3 separate regions of the Sus scrofa genome follow, and all the other regions are linked to region 1. Evidence: chromatin contacts called from public HiChIP or PLAC-seq and promoter capture Hi-C data. All regions are on one chromosome and are shown on one strand. Each heading gives the region's core, a stretch centred on a gene start, on an enhancer-like site or on the middle of the called end of the contact. The rest is flanking DNA. Distances are from core to core; before and after follow the strand shown.

What was found. Promoter capture Hi-C pulls out the DNA fragments that hold promoters and counts their contacts. HiChIP or PLAC-seq counts read pairs in DNA pulled down with a chosen protein or histone mark.
Region 2: a promoter capture Hi-C map of liver shows a contact between it and region 1, with 11 times the contacts expected there. The contact joins the promoter of LOC106507939 here to the promoter of N4BP2L2 in region 1. A contact is called at or near these places in 3 of 5 promoter capture datasets (fetal liver, fetal skeletal muscle and liver), 7 of 47 Hi-C or Micro-C datasets (epiblast stem cells, fetal liver, liver and 3 more) and 1 of 2 datasets of contacts at active chromatin or transcription factors (alveolar macrophages).
Region 3: a contact with region 1 is called in an H3K27ac HiChIP or PLAC-seq map of alveolar macrophages. The contact joins the enhancer-like site here to the promoter of N4BP2L2 in region 1. A contact is called at or near these places in 14 of 47 Hi-C or Micro-C datasets (alveolar macrophages, embryonic fibroblasts, fetal heart ventricle and 9 more) and 2 of 2 datasets of contacts at active chromatin or transcription factors (alveolar macrophages and skeletal muscle).

The regions. Positions count from the first base shown.
Region 1 is chr11:8,995,703-8,999,767 of Sscrofa11.1, reverse strand. It overlaps N4BP2L2 (NEDD4-binding protein 2-like 2), which reads left to right and starts at 1,958. Exons shown (of 13, transcript XM_021065179.1): 1 at 1,958-2,182.
Region 2 is chr11:9,911,122-9,915,186 of Sscrofa11.1, reverse strand. LOC106507939 reads right to left here and starts at 2,415. Exons shown (of 4, transcript XM_021065188.1): 1 at 1,865-2,415. The coding sequence starts at 2,336. The region is part of intron 1 of LOC110255744 (a long non-coding RNA gene); the gene reads left to right.
Region 3 is chr11:8,403,455-8,407,519 of Sscrofa11.1, reverse strand. The region is part of intron 1 of LOC110255743 (a long non-coding RNA gene); the gene reads right to left. Among named protein-coding and RNA genes, the nearest start is that of FRY, 110 kb to the left of the region's middle. Within about 2 kb of position 2,184, at least 32 of the 83 cell types and tissues checked have an H3K27ac peak or open chromatin away from gene starts, as enhancers often do. A contact at or near this core is called in alveolar macrophages, mesenteric adipose tissue, omental adipose tissue and 3 more, where this site is marked.

The DNA.
Region 1 (4,065 bases), core at 709-3,208:
AGATGATCGGGTTCAACATAAAACAATCATAAATTATGTTGGCAGTATGTACACTTACTATAATGTGATAAAAAAGATATTTTACCTTGTGTCTTTCTCTCAAAAACCCATAACAACAGTCTGATCATGAGAAAAGCAATATATAAATTGCAATAGAAGAGCCTCCTACAAAGTACCTGACCAGTTCTCTTCAAAATTGCCAAAGTCATCAAACTGAGCAGAGTCTGAGAAACTGTTACAGCCAAGAGAGGCCTAAGGAGAAATGACAGCTCCACGTGGTACTGTCTCCTGTATGGGATCCTGGAACAGAAAGGATATTAGGTAAAAACTAAGGAAGTCTGCAAGAAACTATGGACTATAGTTAATACTAATATATCAATATTTGTTCATTAATTTTAACAATGTACTATAATACTGTAAGAGGTGAGTAATAGGTGACACTATGTGTGGGATGGGGGGTACGTGGGAACTCTGTACTATGTATTCAGTTTTTCTTGAACCTGAAATTGTCCTAAAATAGACTATGATATAATAAACTATTAATAAATAAGAACAACAATGGATTATAACTTCTTGAATAAGGGGAATACATAAATTCACACTGATATTAAATAACTAAGAAGGGCTTTTTTTTTTTTGCTTTTTAGCATATGGAGGCATATGGAGGTTCTCAAGCTGGGGTCTCATCAGAGCTACAGCTGACAGCCTACCCACAGCCATAGCAACGTGGGATCTGAGCGGTGTCTGAGAGCAGCAAGGCCAGATCCTTAACCCACCCAGTGAGGCCAGGGATCAAACCCACAGCTTCATGGATGTTAGTCAGATTTGTTTCCACTGAGCTACTACGGTAACTCCCGGGCTTTTCTTATTAATAATCATACTCTTCATTACCATCAGGAATAATAAATGTGGAGGGCTTGAAGGAGTTGGGGGGAAATAATTATTTTGCAACTATCATTGTAAAGATCAGTTGTAGTAAGAATCATCAATGGAGGCAGAACCTTAATTAGAGTTTGATTAGGAACAGGATACTTGCTTGATCTCAAAACATCTTTTTTTTTTTTTTTTCCCCCAAGGGCCACACCTGAGGCATATGGAAATTCTCAGGCTGGGGTCTAATCAGAGCTGCAGCTGCCAGCCTAGCCACAGCCACAGCAAGGCAGATCCTGGGCGAGTGTGATACCTACACCATAGATCACTGCAATGCCGAATCCTTAACCCTCTGAGCGAGGCCAGGGATCTAACCTGTGTTCTCATGGATGCTAGCCAGATTCCTTTGCTCTGAGCCACAGCAGGGAACTCCTGTAGTTACTTATAATTTAACAAACGCTTACACAGCACATACTTTTATCAAGCGCTGTTCTTCTTTTTAAAAATTCAACGACTTTTATTATATTTATAGTTGTACAAGCAGCATCACAAACGAAGTCCTGTTTCAAGTGCTTTTAACAAACTGACTTTTTTTAAATGGGAAAACTCAGTAAATGGTCATTTCCCTAAACAAAACAAAATATAGTTATGACACGAGAGGTGATTTTCTCATAAGTACTTTTATCTGCTATCAACGCTCCGCTGTATTGATTCTTTTCTTCCTGAGAGAAACAGCCTACAATTACTGGTTTTTCGTAGAAAGGTCAGCAACCCTAGTTGACGAGACCATATATTAAGTTCTCTTTGAAAAAGCTTTGTTTCCCAAAAGCCTTAAAGCCCGCGCTGAGAGCATCTAATGTCTTTGTTTGGGCTGCCAGGCACCCAGTCTTTATTCCTTCAGGGATGAACCCGGACCAGGTCATCGCCTTTTTTAGCCGAAGTTGATGCTTCTAAACAAGTAACCGGCTGCAACCTAAGAACTAGTTCCGGTCTACGTTTGTTGCCATTGGCGCGAATTTGAAGCAATGGATTCTGGGAGACTATGAGGTTGCCAGGCTGGACACGAAGGCCGGACTTCGATTCCCACAATGCCTGGCGCGACTCCGTAATCCCTTCCGGGGTAACCGTGAGGTGGCCGACATCTTGCTTACGGAGGTGCGGCTTGTTGCTCCTCTCCTGAGGGCCGGGTTTTTAGTCGCTCCGGGTTTCAGGTTTGGGCCGTCTCCCCGCGCTTCTTTCACCTGAGATGTTCGTGTGTTTCTAGAAGAAGACTTCATTGGGAAGTAAAGGTCAATGCAGAGCTGTGTGTAAGGTGAGTAAACATCCCATTTTAAGCGAGGTGGGGTTGTGGTGATGATGTTCTTCGTATTCTTCCATTGGCGACTTGGGTTTAAGCCGGCGCTTGACTGAACCTTTTAGGTTGGCTGTAAAGGTCGAAGCCGGGAGTGAACCTTTCCGCCTCGGAGCTCTTTTAAATTCCCGGACAGAATCCCAACATGCCTCCTTTGGGGCAGAGAAAGTGCGTGACGCACTTTGCCTGGGGCTGCCCTGTGTGGAGGTCAGGAGGCCTTAGGTTCAGGTTTGTATAGGGGTTTAGTCTCTGAACCCCCTGCGCGTATTTAAGGCCCCGGGCATGGGATCAAATTCTAGCCACAGCTGAGACCTACGCCTTAGCTGGGCAACGCCGGATCCTTAACCCACTGGCAGGACTCGAACCTGCCCCGCCACAGAGACAACGCTGGATCATTAACCCGGTAGGGCACAGGGAGACTCCCTAAGCTCCTCTATTCATACAGCCTCCTTGCTTTTTCTTGGGGCTTATGCTGTTCGTAATGAGGAAATGAGAAGCTGGGAGGAGGCTGTTTCCGGACCGACGGCATTCTTCACAGGTTTACCTTCTTTCCGCTTCTCTAGAGCGTAGCTGTATCATTCTAGTTCGTCTCTTTGCCCTTTTTTTTTTCTCGTGCTAGAGAAGGAAGACCAGAGCGGGCAGAATGAAGAGGTTGTGAATAAAACAGGCTTTAAGGTTGCACTCTTGAGAGTGCCTGAGGAATTTCAAGGGAAGCTTCTTATCGCAAGTTGGGCAGCGAGGCCAAGTAAACCGAAGCGTTCGAGCTTGCAGGAGAGAAAAGCTTATTGCAAGCTATGCAAGGAGACGGGTAGCTTGTGTCCCCCCAAAATCCGAACTCCCAGAACCCCAAATTGTAAAGCCTTTAAAAAGCCAAATGAAGTTGGGGGGTGGGTAAGCGATCAGCTCGTGCACAACTCTCTGATTGGTTAATGGTGAGGTAACTGGGCGGAGTCACAAGGGTTACTTTTATCAGTCCTTAGATGTCAGTAGGTCCATACTCGTGATCATCAAGTAGTTAATTTCTTCCATCTGGTGATAGTTTTAGCATCTGTAAAACAACTCAGGAAATACACATCAGACGATGTCATCTGGGTACTTCAGAGAGGAGCTAAAACAGAGGTTATGGGGAAGGGCTAGCCCCAGGAAGACCCCCCCAGGGTCCTGCTCAATTATAAGCAGAATTTATGTTTAAGATAGACCAACCAACTGGAAAAAATGAGGGCTTTGGTTTTGGGAGTTGTCAGATTTCTTTTTAAACATATTGACATACTGGCGTCAATCTCAGAACAACTTATTTACTTATTTTTTTCTTTATAAAGTTAATGCAACATATCTGAGACAGACTGGGACCTGGGACCCTTTGCTGCCATGCTTGCACCTGGACAAATATCTCCTCAAGCAATAAAGAACTGAAAATAACTGCGTGCATGTTCAGTTGGGGCAAATTATGGACAAGATACAAAAAGATAAAAAATCCAGCTGTTGCTTGGGAACAAAACAGGGTCCTGGGAGCAAATGCAGGGGACTGCACATGCACTCTGCACACAACACCACCAAAGGGGTGGGCAGACCACCCAAATTAGCCCTTTGGCCTGACCCCTGGACCTGCCCCTACCCTCACCCCTTGTAAGAAACCACTCTCCCTCACCGAGCAAGCAAGGGAACTTGTTACTTGTTTTCACGCCCCTCTGCTGCAATGAGGACCCCCCAGATAAAGCTTTCTCTGAATTTCTTGTCTGGCCTCTTACCAATTACTGTTGATTAAGAAATGCCAAAGACCCTGGTAGGGAACAGACTTTGTGGCACCCAACCTCCACAGAGAAGTTGGTCCCAGAGGCACCCAG
Region 2 (4,065 bases), core at 1,166-3,665, 910 kb before region 1:
TTATTATTGCAAAAACAGCATTTCTGTTGCCCGCACTGATCTTTAGATATATTAATTTACAAATCAAGGGTATTTTTTATAATAAGGTCAGTCATATCAGACCAAACATTCTAAACTTTCATATCAGTTTTAGGACTAATTTCAGCTATGAACATACAAACCTATCTAAAAAATTTGTATTTCAATTAGGCATAAGGATAAAATTTGCAGTGTGCCTGCACTTTATCCACTGTCAATAAGAGAAAAGGCCTGCAGGAAAGATTAGGTAAGCCATTTCTGCAAATGAGGTGACCATTTTTACAAATGAAAACACTGTGTACATTTGGCAACTGGCATGACAGGGTGGAGCGGGGTTGCTAGAAGATTCAGTGAAAGAAAATTTGAGAAGATACAAAGGACTAACTAATATCTATGTCCTTTTTGGGAAATTTTGGTGTCTACCAAAAAGCAAAATGAGAATGTTAGGTTGTAACAATTTTGCCCTTACTGGTCATTTCTGATTTACTGACTTTTAACAGTGAATGGGAAGGACAGAAATTACAGCAGGATAATTGAAATATTTAGTATAACTGTTACCACAGTACCCTCTCTCACACATACACAATGTGTTTATGGGCAGTAGTTGCTTTAATGTGTGACTATTCATTCACGTCGAACTTTCCTGGCTCTAGTGCTTAGTTTGTTACTTGCCCACAATGGATTTCTCCAGATTTAGTTATCACTTGTAATCAATTGCAAAGAGCATTATCTCCCTCCCACCCCGCTTTTTGAGGGCCACTCCCGCAGCATATGGAAGTTCCCAGGGTAGGGGTCAAATCGGATCGGAGCTGTAAGCCACAGCCACAACTACAGCAACCTAAGATCCCAGCCACCTCTGCGACCTACACCACAGCTCAGGGCAAGGCTGGATCCTTAACCCACTGGGCAAGGATACGAATCAAACCCCCGTTCTCATGCATTACTGACAAAGCAACCCTCAACTCTATAAATTATTCCAAGTGTGGTGCTACTACCCACAGCTTAAGTTATCACCAGAGAATTTATCAGAGTCGTGATTATTCAGCTCTACCCCCAGCCTTTCCCAGTTAAAATCTTTCAGGTTAAGGCCAATCTATTTTAACAAGTCTTCCAGGGACACCTGATGCATGCTCACGTTTGAGAATCGCTGCCGCAGGAGAATCGCCCAGTGAAGCAGTGCTTTCAGTAGGCGCTGAAGGCTACAGGAAACTTCCTTCACTAACTTCCACTTAAAATACTCAGTTAAGCCGCGTTCTGGTAAAGCCCTAAGAACAACCCATTGCTCACTACCAAACAATCAGGCCTCAAACTTCCAGGAAAATCGAGGTTCTTAAGCAAAAATTCATCAAGGAAGAATTTACATTGATTTTGCTAACTTAGGGGAAAGGTTTTCTTTTCCCCGTCCGTTATCTAAGAGAAATATGACACACGAACAAGTCTATATTTATCCGGAGTGTTTCTGAGGCTACCTTTCGGAAATTTCCTTGGCCTATTTTTTAAAAAGTTATCCATGAAATTCTCCCCTCCTTCAGGGGCTCCAAACACGTACGCTGTATGTTTAATCATCAAAGGGAAACAAAACCTCTTACAGCAGAAACCAATCTAAGACACAACACCTGTGCCATCTTCCCACCAAGCAAGAAATGGTGGAGCCCGGTCCCAAAAGACTAAGAAATCGACGCAGGGATGATTGAGAAGGACTCAAGAGCAAAGTATGAGGAGACAAAAAAAGACCTGCTTTTTTTCTGGGCTTAAAACTAGAGAAAGAACTCCGTTTCCGCTCCATCTCGGGTATTTTCAAGCTAACACATACAAGCAGCTACCAATTCAAAGTGCTGCAAAGTACCTCCTGCGCGGGAACTCGGCAGGGCGGAGCCTCTGGTCGCTCCCTTCCCGAGGGCGGGACAGAGCAGAACCGGGGCCGCGTTTTCTCTGGAAGGTTCCGAAAGGCGCGCGCCCCCTCCGCGGGCGGCGAGACACTCGGCACCAGATGGCGCTGCCGCACCGAGAGCCGGAGCCTGGGCGGCAGGAGAGAAGGGAAGAGGCGTCACCGGATCCTTTCTGTCGCCGGAAATGCGCGCTGCCGGCGGCCTCGGGTCCCGGATATTAAGATTTCTGGAGGGTTCCCGCGTGAGGGCGGGACTAGAACCGGAACCGAACAGCGACCGTCGGGCCTCGGGGCGGAAGCCCGGGGCGGCGCCAGCGGGGGGCTGGTTTCTGGTGCGCGCGCCTCGCTGGGGGCGCGAGGGGGCGGGACCTCGCTCGCACTTGCGCGTTTTGGGGACGTAGGCGCTGCCGGGACGTGCGTCTTTCTCCATCTTTGCACGTTTGTTGGCCCGGCAAGGCGGAAATGGTGGCGTAGTAGGTTTTTTGTGTTTTTTTTTTTTCCCCCCCTCCATCCCCTCCCGCCCACAGGGTTGGGGTTTCTGGCTGTGAGTGAGGTTTCTGGAAATCTCTGTGGAAAGTTAATGGTATGTGAGGTAAAAACGCGAGCTTTATTTTCCCCTTGAGTCTTAAGCGATCCAGATGCCTGCTGGGCGCGGTCCCAGTGCTGGGCTGGACCCAGCCTTTCCCTCTAAATCTCTTCCTGCACCGGCTTGATCCACCCAAAGTGTCGTTAAGCATCCGTCCTGAGGCAGTAGGAGTGTCACTCGTGAAAAGGAACGTGGGCAGATACATTCTTCACGTGGAACCTAAAAACGCTTTTTAATTATGTCAGGAAGCATGTCTTGGTTTTTTAGCAGTGCTTCTCAAGAACTCATGGAGTTCATCGGCTTTATCGTCACGTTTTTGTCAGTAACATTTTATGTTCTTTGTTTTATGGTGTCTTGGTCTTTATCAAATATTAATTACGGGAAGGCCGCTTGTGCAAACCGTTCGAAAGGAGAAGAATTCTCCATTTCCATTTTTACAAGACAGGGGCAAACCACTTTTAAAGGACGGATCTAGGAACTCGTGAGAGTGCCCTGGTTTGGTTTGGTTTTTAAATGCAGCATCGAAACGACCAAAGGTAGCAAAAATAAATTCTCTGTGAAGCCATACTAATCCAACTTTAATTTTAGACCAATTCTGAAAGTGTTAGCAGCAAGGTACCCAGTTCTCCCAAGAAATTTCTTGGTAGACACTTTTATCTTTGTATTTCAGAGTTCCTTCCAATCTGCGGCCTACGTAAAAACTTGAGTCCTTGTGAAAGCCAGATTGAAAGGAATAGAGATTTATTTAAAAGAGTTATACTGAGAGAAATGGGAAGATTGGGGAATAAAAGATTGTCTGGAGTAGCCACATAAAGACATTTTATAGTTTTTGGTTAAAACCCTTTGGTGGGTTTTGGTAACAGGTGTTGTGAAGAAAGCTACTGTCAGTGGAGGAGTCCCATGATGTACATTTATGTGAGAAACCAAAAAAAATTGGGCAGGATCATTGGGGACTGATCACAGTGTGTGAGCAGGAGGCTAGATGCAGGCGGCACATAATGGAAGACATTAGGAAACACATGAAAGCAAAGGTCAGAGCTAAAGGGGCAATGGATGTGGAAACACTGATTTGGAAACTGGGGAAAAACAGGTTTTAGACCTCAAACTGAATGTGTAGAATAAGGAATAAATTCTTCATTAGATGTTTTGTTTTGGGATATATTGCATTTAGCTGCTTATTTTAACTTTATGTTCCTGTCTTCCCTATATTTCATGTACAAACAACCTTAAATTGAAAGAAAGAGTGCTTAATTTTGCCACCATTATACTAGTAATTTACCCTAGCATAGTGCTTCCCAGTGTAAGGAATTATTTACTTAATTGAGTCTGTTTATGTATATTCACAAGTGGTGGCATTAAAGTTGCTTCTCTGCAAATACCTTCAACCCCTTTCCCTGACTTCTGTTACTTGCCTGGCAAAACCCGGGTCATTATTGAACTCATGATTCACAGAAAGTGCTTAGCTCACCAGCTTAACAGTCAGGTGAACAAATGGGATCTCACCCATATGGTCTCTCCCCCAGTCCACAAAGACTCTTTTCTGTAGTTACTCTGCCCTCTTTAAACCAGGTAT
Region 3 (4,065 bases), core at 935-3,434, 590 kb after region 1:
ATCCCACCCAGCCTTCAAGCCCAGCTAGCCCCTCTCCTACGGGTCTCCCCGACACTGTGGTTCTGGAGCATCTCCATCCATTGAGCATACAGTACTTTACCGGACATACATTGTGCAACCGTGTGTGTTTGGCCTGCATTATTTATCTCTTGGATTAAGAGGTCATGTGACAACTTCTTAAAAGGAAAATAATCTCGTTTCTTCAAGAAGGCTGCCAGGTCTTGAGGGATGGTTTAAAAGACAATTCCAGGCACATCAACATTAGGCACGAAATTCCCACTTTTAAAATACGTCATGTTGACCAGAAGTACTTTATTTAGAATGTTAAAGAAGCTCAACATTGAAAAATAAGAACTGGTTAAACTAAATTGGTTGTTTGGGAATAAATGCCATTACAATGTTCTAACTACCCATAGTTTTTTGTTTTTTGTTTTTTGTTTTTTTACCACTGCTATTTTATCCTGATGCATTTATATTTGGGGGGGAGTGGCTTGTTTTTATTTATTTTTGTTTGTTTGTTTTCATTTTGGGCTGCACTCTCGACATGCAGAAGTTCCCAGGCCAGGGATCAAGCCGGCAGCCATAGCAGTGATAACACCAGATCCTTAACTGCTAGACCAAAACTCTCCATATGTTTTATTTTAAAGTCAACAGTAGGCATCTACTTGCCAAATGGTCACATTCTATGATTCTAAAAAGCTGGTTTGGAAATAATTCATTTCTTTAATATCTATCGGATTAGAACTACTAAGTATTTTAGCAAACATGACTACCGCTTGGGAGAGGAGAAATTCACAATCTTGGAAGAATAAGAATGTGCTTTCCTTAAAAACAATTGTCTAAGAAGAGACTGTTAAAGACGCTTTCCTTAAATTCAGCATGAGAAGAAAAGATCTGCTTCTGGGAAAAAGCTGATGAGAATGATAACAACAGATGTTTGGCTCACATCATAAAGCTGTGTTGTGTAAATTCCAGCCGATGTGTTCAAAGACAAGGTAGTGCATTATTTTAAAAGCTTTCTTTTTCTGACGGCCGAGCAAAGGGAAAAGCAGAGGCACATTACAACATTACTCTAGCGCCCTCTGCTGTCCTATTGGCAACACGCCTTTCTGAGTTCCTCATTTGCCTTTTCTAGAGCTATTTGCAAAGGAGCTCTTTGGGAAGCCACTAATGTGTCTGGAGGGGAATGGCTCGTCAAAGAAAACCAAATACCCAGATCTTACAACCTGACGGTGTGCTATTTATGCCCACACACACTGTTTACCGCCCTCTGGGGAGCCAGAGGTAGCATTGTGCGTATTAGACTCTTACAGGTGAGTGGAGTCAGGAAACATTAGGGCTCCAAAAGGAAATCTTTATAATCCTATTCAATGCTTGGTCTGTGGAAAATTTGCAGAGGATGCCATAGGTGACCTGATGAGAGCTGAATGTCTGATGGACACCTGCAGGACTAAACCTGCTTTATTGAAAAGAAGTTGAATAAATAAGATGAGGAAAGCTTAATCACCAGAAGCAACGTCAGCTCTTTTTAAATGGGGGTCAGAAATGCAAATATGCTCCTTTAATACATATAGATTTAGAAGTGACTTCAGATTTGGGAGTCAACCTAACCTGAAATACTAAAATAAATTCATACCTGCTACTCAATAAATATTCTAAAACTAAGGATAAAAGTATGTAAATTATAACTGGGCATAAATGAAGAAATAAACACACAAATTTAATCAACCCAATATAATGAATACAAATCTCTGCAGGAAATAAGCACAAATGCTAATAGGGTTTGTTTAAAGACATAAAATTAATGTTTCATGTTTTTCCTTCCACATCTTTTCTGCTTTTTTTCTTTTGGTCATGACAGGAAGTTACTTTTACAGTGGGGGAAAATACTGAACTCACTTCCAGAAATAGTCTGAAAGGAGAGGAGCTTGCTCAGGTCTTTCTGAATACATATGTAAAGAAAATTAGCACAAGAGGAAGGAGGTATTTTGTCCTCTTCCCCAATTGTCCCAGTTGGTAACTATAAATCCAACTTTTCCTTATGATAATGTCACCTATTGCCTTTTGACTCTTTATCATCTAATCCTAAATCCATCCACAGGCGAGAAGGAGCTGTCCCCATTTCTGGCTATTGCCCGCCGGTCTTTTTCACTGTCACAGCTGAGTAATTGACAATTTATGCAATCCAGTTCATCTGCTTAGCAACAGGAAGGGTGGGGCTCAAAACAGAGGAAAACTACACCAGCAGCATTCTACAATTGTGAAATGAGAAAGGAGGAATGGGGAACTGGCGAGAGGCCATAGGCAACAATTTTCAATACTAAATAAAACTATTTGCAATGCTTTCAGTACTAAATCCCCAAAGATAAGTCCAACAGGGAGTGTTCTATACTCTCCTCATACAAATCTCTGTAATTACAGTCTTCCCAGTGCCATGTGATTAGAATGCCATAAATAGCGCCCAATTGCAAATAAACAGAAAGTTCCTTATCCCTGGATCTCTAAGTGGGTCAATGGGCTTGGCCACAGAGCTCCCCTGAGGGAAGGGCGTGGCCTAGCGGAGAGACGGACTTCGGTTCACACAGGTGCTTTGGCCCCACAGGTGAGGCCCTGCAATACGGTCAGTTCCGACAGAGACCCTCCTAGGCTCACGTCTGCTGCACTTTTTATTGCATCTTGGAGCAGAAAAAAAGGAAGACTGGAGAGAGCCGTGGGGCGTCCACTTGAGTAGCTCTTACTACTCCAGACTTTCCCTTCCTGCCAAACGACTTGACGTTTATGGCCACAAGCTCATCAAAAAGAATGAGAATCCAGACACGATAGGTCATGGGAATCCTGTGTCCCAGTCACATTCTCTTCTTCCATGCATTTAATCAGAAACCTATTAGACTTACAGGGCCGTCATGCTTTTTCTTGATGGCAGCCTGGCTCACAAATGCAGAGAAAAGAACTGAATTGGCTAACTAACAGGAAGTTTGATTTTATGTTTTTGATTAGTCCTTAGGAATTGAGCTCGATCAGCCAAGACTTGACCTTGACTTAAAACATCCATTTCCCCCTTTAACAGATTTCGCGGTTGCTTGAATGGGTTCATTATTTGTTCGGAATGCAAGTTTTGAGCATCTTCTAAGCACACTGCTCCAAGCGCCAAGGTTGTGACAGCAAATAAGACCTCCAAGGCCCCTGCTCTCAGAGCGTACAGTATAGGGGTGTATGTCCACACACAGACTAAAAAGTAAAAATTAATAAACAGATAATTAATAAATAGATAAGCAAGATAACATCAGACAGGAGCAAAGACAGGGGAGCCTTAAAGCCGAGTGACGTGCTACCGGGTGACTATTTGAGGTGGGGAAGTGTCTCTGAGGACGGGAATCAGGCTGAGATGTGAAAGGTAAGAAGGAGCCACAGGTGGGAGGTGGAGCTTCTCGACCAGAAACAGCATTTGCAAAAGCCCTGTGGTAGGAACGGACTCGATGTGTTAGAGAATACGAAGCAATCAGTGTAGCCGGGGTTAAAACAAAGGAGCGACAGAGAACAATACTGGAGACCTGGGCAGGGCCCCGGGGATGCAAGGGCTTTGTACGCCAGGGCAGCGACTGGGTATTACGGCAGGTACAGAGGATGCTACTGGGAAACGCGAAGTGGGGGAAGGCGTGTGTGGCAAATGTTAACTCGGCTGCTGTGGAGAGAAGTGACCGCAGGGACAGGACCGGGCGGCCACGGCGATGGGCCAGTGGGCGAGGGTCAGAAACCACGGTGGTGTGGGCTAGAGTGTTGATAACGGAAATGGAAGGGACAGGTGGGTGTGGATCTGCTGTAGAGGCCGGGTTGCTAGGATGCCCTGAACCTGCAGGGTGAAGGTAAGAACATCAAGAAGGATGAGCCCTAGATTTTTTTTTATCTCGATGTTGGGTGATGGTGTTATGTGCCGAAATGGGGAAAGCAGGAGAGGAACGGGTGTGTGATAGGAAATCAACTTTGGCCGTGTTCAGTCTGAAAGGCTCCAGGACCTCCAGGTGAAGGCCTCCAGGACCTCCATGACAGCAGATGGGATTGAAGGAG